Regions from separate parts of the Mus musculus genome. Here all the other regions are linked to region 3. A link is a contact called in public Hi-C data. All regions are on one chromosome and are shown on one strand. The core of a region is the stretch at or near the end of the contact, and the rest is flanking DNA. Distances in the headings are between cores, read along the strand shown. Region 1 has its middle 150 kb from the start of Fbxo8. Region 2 has its middle 88 kb from the start of Fbxo8. Region 3 has its middle 26 kb from the start of Gm34099. Region 4 has its middle 28 kb from the start of Gm33501.

What was found. A called contact is a pair of places that touch in the nucleus more often than the background predicts.
Region 1: a contact with region 3 is called in a Hi-C map of the N1E-115 cell line, with 9 times the contacts expected there. The contact joins two enhancer-like sites. A contact is called at or near these places in 1 of 484 Hi-C or Micro-C datasets (the N1E-115 cell line) and 2 of 115 datasets of contacts at active chromatin or transcription factors (embryonic limb bud and forebrain).
Region 2: a contact with region 3 is called in a Hi-C map of the N1E-115 cell line, with 15 times the contacts expected there. The contact joins two enhancer-like sites. A contact is called at or near these places in 8 of 484 Hi-C or Micro-C datasets (the G1E-ER4 cell line, the N1E-115 cell line, Th1 cells and 2 more), 2 of 115 datasets of contacts at active chromatin or transcription factors (craniofacial prominence and embryonic limb bud) and 1 of 9 other capture datasets (embryonic stem cells).
Region 4: a Hi-C map of the N1E-115 cell line shows a contact between it and region 3, with 9 times the contacts expected there. The contact joins two enhancer-like sites. A contact is called at or near these places in 8 of 484 Hi-C or Micro-C datasets (the G1E-ER4 cell line, the HL-1 cell line, the N1E-115 cell line and 4 more) and 1 of 9 other capture datasets (embryonic stem cells).

The regions. Positions count from the first base shown.
Region 1 is chr8:56,701,542-56,705,834 of GRCm38.p6, forward strand. No RefSeq gene overlaps it. Among named protein-coding and RNA genes, the nearest start is that of Fbxo8, 150 kb to the left of the region's middle. Within about 2 kb of position 2,655, at least 3 of the 459 cell types and tissues checked have an H3K27ac peak or open chromatin away from gene starts, as enhancers often do. A contact at or near this core is called in the N1E-115 cell line, where this site is marked.
Region 2 is chr8:56,637,201-56,641,326 of GRCm38.p6, forward strand. No RefSeq gene overlaps it. Among named protein-coding and RNA genes, the nearest start is that of Fbxo8, 88 kb to the left of the region's middle. Within about 2 kb of position 2,246, at least 11 of the 459 cell types and tissues checked have an H3K27ac peak or open chromatin away from gene starts, as enhancers often do. A contact at or near this core is called in the N1E-115 cell line, where this site is marked.
Region 3 is chr8:57,427,444-57,431,205 of GRCm38.p6, forward strand. No RefSeq gene overlaps it. Among named protein-coding and RNA genes, the nearest start is that of Gm34099, 26 kb to the left of the region's middle. Within about 2 kb of position 1,953, at least 45 of the 459 cell types and tissues checked have an H3K27ac peak or open chromatin away from gene starts, as enhancers often do. A contact at or near this core is called in the N1E-115 cell line, where this site is marked.
Region 4 is chr8:56,858,777-56,862,763 of GRCm38.p6, forward strand. No RefSeq gene overlaps it. Among named protein-coding and RNA genes, the nearest start is that of Gm33501, 28 kb to the right of the region's middle. Within about 2 kb of position 2,380, at least 1 of the 459 cell types and tissues checked has an H3K27ac peak or open chromatin away from gene starts, as enhancers often do. A contact at or near this core is called in the N1E-115 cell line, where this site is marked.

The sequences.
Region 1 (4,293 bases), core at 1,405-3,904, 730 kb before region 3:
TACTACCCAAGCCTTCTCTCCAGTCCTAATACTTAATTGAATCATGGCTGTAATTAAATTGTGATTCACCAAACTTATGCTATGTAATCAATTTATACTTAATACTATTCAATTTTACTAATCATGCTTAACACGTTGTAAACAATTTTCTCTTTCAAGATATTTTAAAATAAATGATCTCCTATGACAGAAAATTAAAACCAGCTAGGAAATTTGTTTGTACATTTATTTAGACATCAAGTCCTGTGCTAGTACAAAAAGACTTGGGTTGTGGGAGTGCAGAAGTTGAAAACAAAAACTATCTCCAAATAGCTCAGCAGAAGTGAGGGATTCTATTGCCAGATGGTCAACCCAGGGCTTAATGTAAACATTCAGTTTCCATACGAAACCATCTCACCCCCAGTGTTCCCAATGGGTGCAATACATTTCCAGCTCATTGTGTATTCTAAATAATGAGAGCAGGTAAACCTTTGAGGTTCGGCTTGGCTTGAAGCAGGATTCACATGATTAAATGCGGGTTCAAAACTCTTTCATCTGGAAGTCTTGCAAGAAAGCTTGCTTGGTTTTACTGCTTTTCCTAAAGTGTTTCAGTATTTCCAGTTTGACTTCCATCTCATTCCAAGGAGCAAAAAGACATTGGGAATGATTGGTCTTTCATGGATTTCAAAAGAAGTTCTGGGTTTGATTTTGAGTAAACATTTGGCTTTGTTTTCAATTTTCTGACCCGGATGCCTCAGCCTTTGGAGGGATCTTGTAAAATACATAATTTTATCATTCTGATGGTGACTATATTTACAAAATAACTTTGAGGAATTGAGCCAATTATTCACATATTTCAAGCTGGAATGCCATTTTGTCTTAATTATATGGATGTTTCATGGAATTGAGGATTTGGTGAGAATGCTTAGTAATGCTCAAGTTGTTCATTCTGAATGAAATAACTTTGTTAATATGGTATTTAATTTAGTTTTAATTACATTTCCTCACATATGGACAAAAATGCTTTTTTAAAACAAATCTTCAAATATCTCCAGCAGTGGTCTGGAGAGATGAGTGGTGGTTTAGAGCACCTGTTGCTCTTGAAGAAGACCTGGCTTTAGTTCTCAGCATCCATATGAAGGCTCACAACTATTCGAACTCTAGTTCTAGGGCATTTGTTGCTATCTTCTGACCTCCATAGACACCAGGCATGAATGTGTCATACATGTATACATGTATGCATAACATTCATATGCATACAAATTAAAATAACTTTCAAAATTATATATATATATATATTAGAGAGAGAATATCTATCTATCTATCTACCTACCTATCATGTACCTATATATATATCATCAACTGAAAAAACTGGATAAACATGAGGTACTATTATTAATGCATAATTATTAGTTATAAAGGATTCCCACTTAATCCTTGGAGCCTTTCTGAAATTACAGACTTGAAGATCTCAGCTAGGTGTCTTGGCTACCTTGTTAGCTTGTACCATTTACAGTGAGTGGGGTTGTCAAAATTTTCTCAGGCATTTCTCAGCAGCTTGTAAGAGACAGACCCTGAAGATGAACTCTAATGGAGGGAGTCCTGTCTTGAGAAGGCAGGTTTTCAGCAAAGGTGGACACAGAGCAGCTCAATGGCAGGGAGCGATCAATGCAGCAATGCCCATGAGGATAAAGAGCAGGCTGGGCAGTCAGAGTGGTAATCCTTGATCTGCCAGCTTCCTAGTTTGCCCTGTCTCAAAAAGTGGAAGCAATCTTCCTGGAAGTTCAGCCATCGAAAAATAATCTTATCTTAATGAAACCGCCCTTGCATGTCTTTTATATGTTGTTAGTCTACTTTGATTGCACTACCTTGATAACTTAAGCAATTATGCACAATCTTTATCAGTACCCCTTTTTACTTGTCAGTTATTTCCATGCCTTAGTAGCATACATGAAGATTTTGAGCTCCAGGTGTTTTCCTCAATCCGTTGTGAGCTCTTCTGTTGTTCCTCATTTTCCTCACTCAGGATTCAGGAACCCAGTCTCTCAGTCTTTCAGAACACAGCTTGATTTCAATCTTGCCTAACTTTGGTTACACAAACAAATTAAATAACTGAACTTTATTTCGAAAACCAAGAAGCATGACTGCTAATAAAAGAATAATCTGGAGAAAAGACAAAGAATAAATGTTTTGTTCACATTTAAAACTAGATTGTTGCTCAGCCCTGAAAATATCAAGCCATGAAGTGCTTAGGTGAATTTCCTCAGTGAGGAAAATCCAAATATCTAACTCCTATCAGAAAAAAAAATCTACTTGGGATATGGGTTCTTGAATTTAAGAGTATTAGCTGTAAAACCTCAGGAGAGGACAAATTGGTTAGGCCTCGAGGTCAAATAAACACATGGGCGATGGCTTGTGGAATGTAGCAACCAAAGGATTTCATGGCTTTGCTTGGGAGCTGGGTGTCTCTTTAGGAATTCTTAAGGCAGCCTCCTAACCATCATATAAATCAACCTCAAAAGTAAATTCCTCCTCTTTCCCAATTGTGGCTGTAAATGGTCATCTGTTATTTTGGAATCGGTTTTGTTCAGAGAAGCAGCGAGAACAGTCCTTTTACGGTATGCTGTAACTGGCAGGGTTGGCACAGTCACACTGCCATGCACTTAGTAGTAACGCTGATGCTCCAGCATTTGTGCCATGACCTCACAGACCAGAACGCTGCTTGTGATGAGGTGGTGAGTGTAACATATCAAGTTAACGGAAGACTCATTGTTCACTCAGGAATATGTTGAACAATTCCTCCATGCTTCCTGCTTCATTTTCACAACACATCCAGGTACTTATGGCAATACCAACAGGAGCTCAGCGCTACACATTATGAATCATCAGGACCAGGCCAGGGCTGGAGTTCAGGCAGTCCTTGTGATGCTAGTTTACACTTTTCCCCTATTATATGATTTATGGCCATTTTGTTGCTGTTTGAGGACCCTGAAATCAAGTAGGATGGGTTAGAAATTTTGTCAAGAAATTTGTAGACGTTGCCAAATAGAAAGGATATTGAAAACCACAGAAGAGATTTTTTTTTCCCAGATCATCTGAACAATGTCAGAGATGTTCATTCATCTGCCCACTGAGCTGTACCAAAGTGGATCTCTTTGTAATTCCTTCTTTTCTTAAAAAAAGAAAAAAGTCTCATTACAGAGTCTAGGCTGGCCACTAACTCAGAGAAGTCCTCTTGCCTCGCCTCAAAAGTGCCGGGATTACAGTCATGTGTAGCCATGTCCAGCCAGAATGTATTCTTGTGGGTTTTCCCTACAACAACTACTAAAGAATGGTGTCAGCACTTGAGGTATGGACAGAGGCAGGGCTTCCCTCTGCTTTGGAGGGTACTATGGTAGCAGGACATGATTTGTAATTTCTGTGTCTGCCTATCTCCATGTTTAAGGTGTAGTTGGATGAGAAACTGGGTGTAGATTCTCTTTGCTCTTGGAGACAGAATCGGTGGCACCTCCTAGGCCTGGCAATCACAACGTTGCTTAACGTGGGCAAAGAAAGGAGGCACTCCTCGGCCTTCTTGAGTTGCTTCTGTGAGTTTTCATTTCTTCATCTTCAGCTTTTTATTTATGAATCCCTATGGATAATGGAAATGGAGAGGGTTTAAGTGAAGCCCTCCAATAAATATGGGATGACTCTGATAATGCCTTCGTAAATTTGAGTAGAAAAAATTTAACCTCCCACAGAGAAGCTTTTGAATCTACGATTCTTTAGGGTTATAAGATGGTAACTTCTGCTGTATGTTAGGAAAGACAGGTTACTGCACATAGCTTTTCCTTCTCTTTTCTTGACGATAAATGTAAGAGTGCTTTATTTTATTTTATTATTATTGTTTTTAATACTAGTGAGCTGGTTGTGGTGCCTTATCCTTGAACATCAGCACTTGGGGAGCTGAGGCAGGAGAATCACCCTGAATTTGAGGCCAGCCTTAGACTAACCTGTACTTGCAGTTACAGTGAGATCAAAAGAAATATTCATTAATTGCTATTGCTATAGCAACACAAATTACTCTGTGCATTGCCTTGAGCAATCCACATAAAACAGTAATAAGTCATAATAAATCATCAATAAATATATACTTCATGAGCTAACAAAATAGTATACAACATGAAAATCATCTAATTACACATCCACTTACATGGTAATGACTTTTGTTATTGTTTTGAGACAGAGTCTCACTGTTTACTTCAGTTTGTCCTTGAACCCACAGTTCTCCTGGTTTAGCTTCTGAATGCTGGAATAACAAGCTGGTACCATGCC
Region 2 (4,126 bases), core at 996-3,495, 790 kb before region 3:
TAGCACTCGTGTTAACACTGTTGTATTTCATGTTCTACACATTGTTGCAACATTGAGTTAAAAGCCACAAGTTTCCATAATGAATGACACTGTGGAATTGGTAACAATTTAGAACAAAAATAATTTCTTCTTAGAATGATTCAAATTATTCTAAGAAAAACCCATTTTTGGAAAAAGTTTGAGTCCTTATTTCAAAGAAAGAACACCGAAAGAGAGAGAGAAGAGAGGGGGAGGGGAGAGAGATCGGTCCATCTATACTGTTTTCAGGGTTGAGAAAGAGCCAAGAGCAAACTGCTTCTGGGTAAAAGCTTTTCTGTTAATTAAAGTAGTTGTATTATCTGCTAGTTGTGTGTCATAAACTATATCATAGTATCAACAATAATATAGCAGTATATTTCATTAGGTGTGTCAATATTTTAATCAGATTACATATTCTTAGCATGGTAATATTTTATATATCCCATGTTTTGGACTACTAATGAATCATTTCCTAAAACATACGGTTTTGATGTGAAACAATTCACCTTTACTGGACTTTGACTCGCTTCCCAACTTTTTCCTTTCGATCTTCTTACTCTCTGTTTTCTTGAAAAGTGAACTTGTGTTTCTCGTCACTCTGTTTACGGTTTTTTTTCTTTTCATATCTTTTAAAAGTATTCTTAGTATATTTTTTCATGCAGGTCACAGAGTGTTCACTTAGAATGGGTATTGGGAGGATCTGGGTGAAGAAGGAATCTTTCTAAGTTTTTCTTCCTTAGTTCATTAAGTACTTTTTGGTTAAGTTCTCCAGAGATTTTAAAAGTCAACCCAAGAGGATAACCATTCTTTTTAAATTGTAAATTGCAAATGAGGAGATAGTTGTAGTGATTTTACTTATCATATTTACATTTCATGATTATTTCATAATCTTTTGACATATTTTTTAGACATTTCATCTGCAGTTATTTAGGACATAAAACAACAAAACTATGTCCATCAATAAATTTATTTCTAAAGATTAATTAAAAATAAAAATCTTAGGTTATTAGATGCACTTGGGGGCAACCAAATTTTAAAAAGAATGCAACATTATGAAATTTAACCAAAATGATAAATCTTCAGGAACTATTAAAAGTATAATTTGTACTGAAGTCTCTAAGAAAAGATATTACTATTCATGCTATTCATACTATTCTCTGAATACTTCTTTCAAGTGATCAACATTATTTGTGGAATTTAGTAATAATTTTGAGCAAACTGAGTTTGTTAGAATAATTCAAATAGTTTTAAAATTTTTTGTGAAATGTTTGAGTTTCAATCACAAAATAATAACACAGAAATAAAAGTTTCAGTTGTCACATTTAAAGCAAAAAAAAAAGTAGCAAAAATACCCACATCTTTACACACACACACACACACACACACACACACACACACACACACACCCCACTCTATCCATTCATACACCATCTTACATTGATCAACAACTATTACATGACTTAAAACTGCCCCATGAAACTAACTTTATCATTTACATTTTATTATAATAGTACTACAGTTAAGAAAATAACAAAATAAAATGCTGTTTAATCTTTCAATAATACTATAAAACATAGTAACCAAATGTGGTTCCAATTAAATTATTAACTTTCTAGTTAGTTAGTATATGATTTTAAAATTAAACTTCCATTTTAATGCCAGAAGAGGAAGTTTTACCTGAAGTTATCCAATTGACTCATTATTGTGGGACTTATTTTTCTTTTTCTAGAAGCCAAAGAGCATCATATTGGTTGTGTGATTTTATTTTTATGTGCATTTTTCCAATCACTAGACATAATTGTTTTACAAAGGGTAGGATTTTATGCATTGAGATAAATAAATCATCACAAAAACGCACCGTCAGCTTTCAGTTTGTTATACAGGGAGGCAACTGCAAAGACGAATTATCATCTTTATTCGATACTCGTTCTGGACACGAAGTCTTTTCTTTCTCCCCTGTTACACCGCTACAGTTCCATCAGAAGATAGGACAGTGAAAATCTGCACTAGCTTTCACCGCGACTTGATGAATAGCGCAAGAGCTTAGTGGAAAGGCTGAACTCCTCCATGATTAAAAAGCAAACCTTTAATGTAGTTTTTGTTTACCATGTCGTAAGTGCAGTGTTGGAAGTTACTGCCAAGGAGTCATCGGGAACAGGCATGGGTTCGGCAATGTCAGCCAGCCAATGCTTTGAAAATTGTTCAGTTCCTCTAGCCTTATGACTGAAATAATATCCAGTGGCTCCGGCCCCAAGCCTGCTTAATGCATCTGTCCAGAACACATAATTACTCGGTCATAACATTCCCCCGGCCACCAGCCAACAAACCAATCAGCATTTCTTTCCAATTCACCAGAATTTTTGCTGTGTCAAACTGTTTGATCTCTAGGTAGTAAAAAATGCAAAAAATGGAAGGACACTGCACTGGAAGGTTTTAATTTAGAAGAGTTTCTCATGGAAATTAAATTTGAAGAGAAACATGTTTTTGTTGTCATGACTGAAGTTGAAATTTTAATTTGGCATCCTCTGCGTATTGTGTAGTTAGTTTGTTTTAACGCCACCACCTCACATGTAAGTTATTTTAGTGAGGAAATATTCTAAGAAAAAAAACTAATGGCGAATGTATGTCCAGTTATGATTTATTTCCAAAATATTAACAAATACAGGGACAGAAACATTATCCTTAGAGTTAACACAAATATACTGTGCATGCATGTATTGGTGTGCATGTGTGTATATATTATATTTCTTCTATCACTGTCTGAGGGTAATTACGAGAATGTTTACATATACATATGTATGAGTGTGTATAGAGTTCCCTTTTACACAAGTTTATTACATTTGAATAATTGGTAATCTGATTCTTTAAAGTGTTCTGGATTAAATTACCTTATTTTGTCTTCTGTCTACAGACTCATCTAAAGTATTTTTAAATGGATTTTTGGAAGTATTTTTTATGATGTGAAGTTTCACTGAATATGTAAAGCTTGAGATTGTTGTAAAGAAGCAATACATAGATTTAGGTCATTAGAGGAAACAAAAAAAGAACATTCTAGACAGAAGTAAAAGCATGGGAGAAATGTTAGGGAGAAGTAAAATGGCCTGTCAGGGAGAGCTGCTCCTTTTGCACTGTGAAGGGCTCTTGGAGAATAATGTAATTTGAAGTAAACACGAGAGTATGTCTCAAGTTATGAATTGCCTTGATATGCAAAATACAAATGGGTATTGTACCAGAATATCTAGGAATAGTTCAGGTTGTTAATTTATTGTCACATGGAATGTTTTCTTGTTTATGTATTTTTCAACTTTATTTCATTGACTGTTAGGTGTCAATTACAGTACACTTCTTGGCACATGTCTCTGATAGAAACAGAAAGATGTATAGAATTAATTTGTTCCTATAAACAGTTAGGAACATTTATACAGCATCACTGATTTGTCTCCGACAGGTACTCACCTATTTGTCTCATACAGGCACAGACCTGCAAGCAAATGGGGCCTGGAAGAAAGAGCAAAAGATGACAGAACAGAATCAATTTTATCTGGTTACTTATCATTTAAGAGGAGAGGCATAATCAATATTCTTTTGAGATCTTGGATAAAATTGTGCAATTATGGTTTGAATCTGAAACATTCCATGGGCTTATGTCTTTGAATACTTGGTCCCCACATTATGACAGTATTAAGGGGAATACTAGAATTTTTGAGAGTATGAAGCATGGATTGCAGAGGTGTGTCACTGGGCATGGGCCTTTAAGCATTATGGAGCAACTCTGCTTCCTCTTTAAACTCTGCTTTTTGTCTGGCACTGTGACGTGACCAGCTGCTTCATGTTTCCTCCCCGTCCTCCATGCCTTTGCCATGACTTATCAAACTGAGAGTGAGAATGAATGAATGCGTTCCCAAAGTTGCTTTTTCCTGATATTTGGTCACAGCAACAGAGACATAAACAACACATGTGTGTACCAATGTACCTAGATATTTTCAACCATTTTCTTTCTATACTGTATCATGCACATTTTTTCTATTGGCATTCATATTTTCAGTTCATGGACTGGTCTTCATGTCCCATTTCATTCATGGTGATAGTGGGTGCACATCTTATTTTA
Region 3 (3,762 bases), core at 703-3,202:
TCTTCTTTTTCCCCATATCACAAATTAATTAAATAACACATTCTAGAGGCAATACCCTTTTTCTCTGGTAGTTTCTGCAGGTTTTGGAATCAGCCAGACTTGTGTTCCAACTCTGTCAGCCTTCGTCACAGAAAACAACCAAAACAAAACAAAATATCATCGACAACAGCAAAGAACATAAAACAAACAAACAAAAAGTCCCAAGTCCTCCGTAGCTTAAAAAGCAAACGTTTGTACAAAACCACATTGAGATAGCACCTCCCAGGCATCAAGATGACTCATAAAAGAAACACATAATGGGTCAGTAAGGATGTGGTGAGCTTTGCTGGTGGGAGACGAGCTGTTGTAGAAAGCACCAACATAAGAACAGAGTTACCATATGATCTGGCAATCCCATCTCTCGATGGAATCGGAAGCGGGGACTTGAAGTGAGTTCTGCATAGCTAGGCTCACAGCAATGTTGCTGAGAGTTACTCACAGGAGGAAACAACCTACATGTGAAAGCATACACAAAACACAGTAGATACACAGCACAGTATGATTCTACATCAAATATACAACAGTATGAAGGAACTTAGAGGACATTGCACTAGACAAATCAATCACAAGAAGAGAACGGCTATGTAAGTCACGGCGTGAGAACCGTTACATTGATAGAGGCCGTCGTGATGAAGACGGTGCCCCAAAGGTGCTAGAGGTGAGGAGAAACAGGAAGTTTCTGTTCAATGCATACAGAATTTCCGTGTCACAGGATGAAATGATAAGAAAATTCGGTGGCGATGGGTGCACAAGATAAATGCATTTTGCACCAAGCTGTACGCTTAAAAATTGATAAGATGATAGATTTTTATGTGTATACATTTTTACCACATTTAAAGCCTTTTAAACATTAGAAAAATAGAAGTGGCTGGAAAACATTAAAAACAAAGGTGTAGGGACTGCAGAGATGGCTCACTGGTTGCCTTTCCAGAAGATCTGGGTTCAGTTCCCAGACCCAACCCAATCAGCCAACAACCTCCAGTTCCAGGTGATCTGGTCCCTCTTTTGCCTTCCTCGGGCACTGCACGCAGATGATGCCCAGACACGCATGCAGGCAAAACACCCATACATGTAAAATAAATAAAATAAGATCTCAAGCAACAATATTTAAAAGACACAAAAAACATCTATTCATCTCATGAGCTGACCATAGATAGGTCAGCTGTGACTGATAAGCTCAACTCCTCTGTTAGGGATTAGTTCAGTGACCCATGTCATCTTCCAGGAGCTGGAGCTGAGGGAGGAGGCTTTGTGCTTTGGTAGAGACCGTCAGTGGTAAGGCAGACCTAATTGAAGTCACTCAGGCACATATTCATTCAAAGCACACCCTACTGACCAAAGAAAGCCCCATTGGTCAAGACAAAGAAGCTATTGGAAGCCCAGAAGTATGTCTTTTGCATACACAGGAAAGGGGAGCAAAGGCTGGGGAGGATGAATAATTTAGAATCAATAATTCAATAAAAATTGAATGAGTCACCCCCTGCCTTGCAATTTTCATGATCTGTGCCGATTACCAGTAGCAAATTATTTATACTGCAATTCACACATGTCAAGAGACACATAGAGTAAACAGATCCTGTGTAGATACAGGGGAAAAAGCAGTTGGCTGTCCAGGAAATGTTATTTGTCCACCTGTGAAACAGCAGTAAGGACAAGGATATTCTTCAGAAATTCACTTCGACTCAATTCTTTTGTAGGCTTAAAGAACAGTCGGGACCTGAAATTCAAGAAATATAGCGTAAGCTACTGTTCTTGAGCTATTTTACTACGACTTGAGTCCTGCATAAAATCAGACAGCTGTCTAAAACACCGCCGTGGTTCTTTCCCGTGGTAAAACATAGCCAATAGGTTAAAGTATTTATTAAAGGCATATTTCCCGCCTCTAAAGCTGCTTTTCAGTACAAACAGCAGGTGGCGCTCGACAACAACTTAAGATTGGAATTCCAAGGTTATTTTCACTTCCTGTTCCTTTATAAAGCAGAACTACAGCCTGTAATAAAAAAATAAAATAAAGTAAAAAAAAACAAACAACAGCATAAACCAAGGTGAGAACCTGAGTCTTTATGACCTTGCATCAAAAGGGAGGGCCCAAGAAGCCTGGTGAGTGACCGGAATTTCTAAAGTTTGTCTTTGAAACTTGGAAATCGCTTTCCTTCTGAGCCCAAGGTGTGAGGCTGTAAGAGCAGCGCGCTGTCGAGGGAGGGTATATCTACCTGCCATGCATGGGAGCAAGAGTGGCTGACAAGGGGAGATTCGCTCAGGAAGCTCTGATACTAACTCAGGTTGTTCACATCCTAGGGCCGAGGATGGAAGATGACTGTAGTAAGCAGATGAACGGATAATTTAGCACGCATTTAAGAGAGAGAGAGAGAGAGAGACAGAGACAGAGACAGAGACAGAGAGACAGAGAGACAGAGAGACAGAGAGACAGAGAGACAGAGAGAGACAGAGAGAGACAGAGAGAGACAGAGACAGAGAGAGAGTTAGTTGATGCTCCAGGCAAGGCCTCGGGGGTGGAGTGGCCAGTGGTGGACTGGGAAAGCACCCTGTCCGAGGCAAAGGGGAAGGGGGAGGGGTAAAGAACTCTGAGATGGGGAGGGGAGCAACATTTGGTATGTAAATAAATTAAATAAAGAATAGGGCTGGAGAGATGGCTCAGCGGTGAGCACTTCCAGAAGTCCTGAGTTCAATTCCCAGCAACCACATGGTGGCTCACAACCATCTGTAATGGGATCCGATGTCCTCTTCGGGTGTGTCTAACAAGAGTGACAGTGTACTCACATACAAGAAATAAGTAAATAAATCTTAAAAAAGAAGAAGAAGAAGAAGAAGAAGAAGAAGAAGAAGAAGAAGAAGAAGAAGAAGAAGAAGAAGAAGAAGAAGAAGAAGAAGAAGAAGAAGAGAAGGGAAGGGAAGGGAAGGGAAGGGAAGGGAAGGGAAGGGAAGGGAAGGGAAGGGAAGGGAAGGGAAGGGAAGGGAAGGGAAGGGAAGGGAAGGGAAGGGAAGGGAAGGGAAGGAAGGAAGGAAGGAAGGAAGGAAGAAAGAAAGAAAGAAAGAAAGAAAGAAAGAAAGAAAAGAAAAATATTTTGAAAAAGAAGTTTATTTGTGACCTGGAGGAGGGGGTAGAGGCAGATATGGGAGGGGACCAGAGAAGGACAAAAGGAGAGGAGACAGGAGGGAAGAAAGAAGGCTGTCCAGGAACACATAGAGAAGGGGGGCAGGGAGGGGGGAGGAAGAGTAGATGGAGAAAGAGAGAGACAGAGACTGAGAGACAGAGAAAGACAGGCAGAGAGATTTAGCAGGCTTTTAAACAAGAAAGCCTCGAATGATAGAACCCATTATGAATTATTCTGGGTAGCTCAGCCCACGAACAGGGCAGAGTTGTCCGGTGGCGGTCTGCTGTTGTTCCTGCACGTCTTGTTCGCACTGAGAAGACACCAAGAGTGCATCTGCCTGTTTAGCTCGTTGACTACCCTCTGGCGCTTAAATACGAATCTAAGAAAAGGTCTTGTAGGCACTCGGCTGCTGTGGAGAACCGAGGAGTGATCCAAATGACTAACTGTGACTATCAGCCCGTCTCAGTGGCCTGAGAGACAAATGTTCTCTTACTCATCTTTCATAAATGTGCTCATTGAATGTAGGTCAGCTGTGACTCGTGGGCTCAGTTGAGCTGAATGTTCTCAGGAAAACGTTTCTCTTGCAGCAGTTTGTTGGTGGTATTTT
Region 4 (3,987 bases), core at 1,130-3,629, 570 kb before region 3:
GTAGAGCAGAAAGACAAGGCATCAAGTGAGGGAGGGGGTTGCCATTCCACAGTCAAAACTCTGACCCATAATTGTTCCCGTCTGAAAGAACTGCAGGGATGGAAATGAAAAGGAGCCTGAGGAAAAGAAGGTCCAGTGACAGGCCCAAAGTGGGAAAAGTGTCTTGTTCTTACAGCCCCTGTTTTTGTTGATTTCTTGTCATAACAAAATGTTGTCAGTCTAGCAACAGTGGATCCTACACATGGTGCTTGAAATAAAACAGAGTTGGCCTGGATTATAGAATTTCACTTTGAATCCCTCTTTCTTGGGAAAATACAAGGTAATTCTCCATTGTTCCAAATTGTTCAGGCAATCAGTAGTGGGATAGTGGGAGCTGCTTAAAACTTTTAAAATATGTAAATGTAATATAATACACTATATTAGTTTCTTTCTCTACTAGTGTTCTACATTTTATAGGTATGAACTTTTCATGTTATCATTCATTGCTAAGTAAACATGTACTGCAAACATTCATGAAATTCTTTTTTTAATATACCTGAAGTGGCTTTTCAGTCAATTTTCATAACTATATATATTTAAGCTTTTGAGAATACATGAGTATGCTGCATCTCTATTACTTCTACTCTTCCCTCTTTCCTCTCTAACTTCTATGCTGTCCACTCACTCCCTTCAGATAAGCAACCCCTTCTCCTTTAATTGTCATTGTTTTATAGATACTTTGCTGAGGCCAATAAGTCATTTAGATCTGCCCAACATATGTGTGTGTGTGTGTGTGTGTGTGTGTGTGTGTGTGTGTGTGTGTGTGTACTTAAGGCATCTGACCACTTAAGACTGCATAAGCTGTTAGGGCTTCTTCCCTTGAGAAAATTAACAATTCTGACTCCCTCAGAGACTCCTGATTTACTGTAGCTCATCATCTAAGGGTGGGGCTTATGACATTTTCTCCCATCCATGTTGTCTACCCACTTTTTTGATGGGAACATTTACAAACAATTACAATCTGGTGTCATAAAATCTGGAACTTACACCAGAGAAAACGTTTATTTGTACCTTGCCATGTCTACAAAAATAATGCTTGTGAGTAAAAATACTTTTTGAGTGGTGTATAAAAAAAATCTCTATCAAAACAATAACTTTTTTGCAAAATAAAAGGAATGGTTACCATGCAAAGCCTGTACATAATTTTATCTTTTAAAAGCTCATATATGTACATATGTCCATGATGTCTCTCTTTCTGTCTGTTTGCATGCATAGAAAGCACTTAACCTGAAAATAGATCACACAGATTTCCAAACAACTGTGATACATATTTATATACTTTATAATCTTGCTGAATGCAAGCATTCTGAGATGTCTGAGACAGTCATTTTGGTTTCCCTGGTAAATATTTTGTGATTTACAGTTTTCCGTTTATGGAAGGATTTGGTTTAGGAAATTATATGACAGCAATATGATTACATCAGTGAAGATCCAAATAATGTTCTTCCAAGTGGATAATTCCATCTGATACTGCTGAAGGGATGTCTTGTTTCTTGGGTCTACTGAAATCTATACGTAATAAATCTTTCATTTTAAGTGCATTACAAAACATAAAAATATTTTCTCATACATGATCTCATTTTGAGTTTGGTCCAGATACACAAAAATACATTTTATTACACACACACACACACACACACACACACACACACACACACACAGACACAGCACTAGATAAAGGCTTTCATGCCAACTTAAGATAAATACAATATAATCATATATCAACATTCTCATTTAGCAAATAGGAGTATTTTATTTTTGTTTGCTTCTTGTTTTTCCTTCTCACATGAGGTTTGCCAGAGTCATCAGTCTGTGATTTCCTTTACTATATTTGTCAATCTATCAGCTTTTGTGGTTAGTTTTTCAAGATAGTAAGCAATGCTACTTTCGACACATATTTTTTTTTCCTGTGGTTTGAAACAAGGAAGGCGTCCTCTCTCTCTTACCCAGAAGGTAATCTACATGCTGCACCAACATTTGGGTCTGGTCATTGCTAATGATCAAGCAGGGTTGAGACTCTATTTGTCTATAAGTACATCAAGAAACCCATGCTGACAATTGGTGCAAGCTAAGGATCATTTTCCACCACAGTCACCAATAGTAATGTCTCAGATTTTTAAATTTTGATTTGTTTAATTAGGGATGACACCAAAAAAAGTTCAAATATTTAAACTCTAACCTCAAATAAAAAAAGGCCATAAATAACCATAAACCAAAGAATTCTAGCATCAAACATTTAAGGTATAAGCCACTGGTAACAAAAATGAAAATTAAAGAGATTTCCTGTCTCAAATAGCAGCACACAAAAGCTAAGATTTTAAAACCACTTATAATTCCTAGCGAACTGTTTAAAAAGAGACAGGAAGTGAAAAACAGTTTAGAATTCCAAGTCTGTCCTCCCTTGCAACGAGACTGGGAATTTCAGGCATTAATTAATGAAATGTTTTCAGCTTTGTTGTTAATTCTCTTCTGCAAAGCAAGATTCTTCGCAGCACTGTCTCTTCACAGCCTCCTCGTAGATCTTAATACAATGTTCCGGAATATCTAAAGGAAAGCAGACATGCCTGTCACAGTTGTAAACTTATTTGGGAGAAGTTATGGCCCTGACTGTACTGTATCTGCGTTTGTTGATTCTGCACACAAATCTTTGAGGGGTGTTCTTTTCCTTCTGAGCGGTTTGCATCATAAACTTTAGTGAACACCAAAATGGAGAAAACAGTAGGCAGTTAAATGTTGAATTCTGTTTTCCTCTTATCCAATAACCCCCCTTTTATCATTATTTAAGAGAAGCAAAGACCATTAGAGAGAGCTAATTGCCTTCATAGTCTTCAGATTATACTGATGCTCCTGATAGGAGAATTGAGGCAAATTGCATTCTCAAAATGGTCTGGGAACATACCACTTCCAGTAATGTTTTTATCAAACAGGCCTAAAAGCAGAGAGGGCAAGGATGCACTTAAAGGCAATTATCCATCAACATTAGAAAATATAGTTAGAAGATTAAGAGAGCCAAGTATATGCAATATATCTTGATTGCAACAAAGCAGTTGATATAGCATTATTCAATTTGCTAGCTGAATTAATTTAAATTGGTTTACGTAGAAGCATAGTCAAATGAACTACCAGCTATCAAAAGAGTCATAAATAATAGATAACAATAAACACATTTGTTTTACATGTTCCTAATTTACTTACCTCTCTGATCTCTTCAGAACAGTCTATGACAGTTACTATAATAGATGCTACCCTCCAGTTATCTTGGGATCTTTTAGGAATCCTGTCTGCTCTACAAACTTGCAAGGACCTGAGATGTTACTATCAACAAATCCCATTATTCAGTGCTTACTTTATTTATTTATAATGGGTTTTAGCTCTCCTATACATTTCTGATTATGTGTCTGGACTTTTTCTTAATAGAAATTACCAGGAGCAGCACTAGAGGGCTGTGGAAACAGCCTTTGTTTCGACATGTATGTGTTAAGTACTGGCTCTTCCTAGCTCTTTGCTGAAGATGGTTCATTACTCAAGCAGCAGTTTCCCTTCCTCTTCTCAGTTCTCACACTAATGAAGGGGTAACTTTTCTTAAATGTGAGCTGACTGCTCTATAGGTGTGATAACAAAGCCAAGAGCCACTTGGTCTTTGAAAATCCAAAACCCTGTAACAAATGCAGACATTTGAAGACACAACCTTCTTCAAAGAAAGAAGACTTTGTAAGGCACAAGAAGCACTTTTTGAGCTGGGGAAAATGACTATCAGCAAGTATAAGGACTCAGACCCTCAGCACCCTCATCAAAACCTGGATGTGGTCATGTGTGTGTATCTTGGCCACAGGGGAAATGTAAACAGGTAGTTCTTCTGAGCTAACTGCCCTGCCAGACTTGCCACTGGACACGGGGTCCTATAAGAGACCCTTTCTCAAGAGATAAGATGAGTAGCAATTGAGGAGG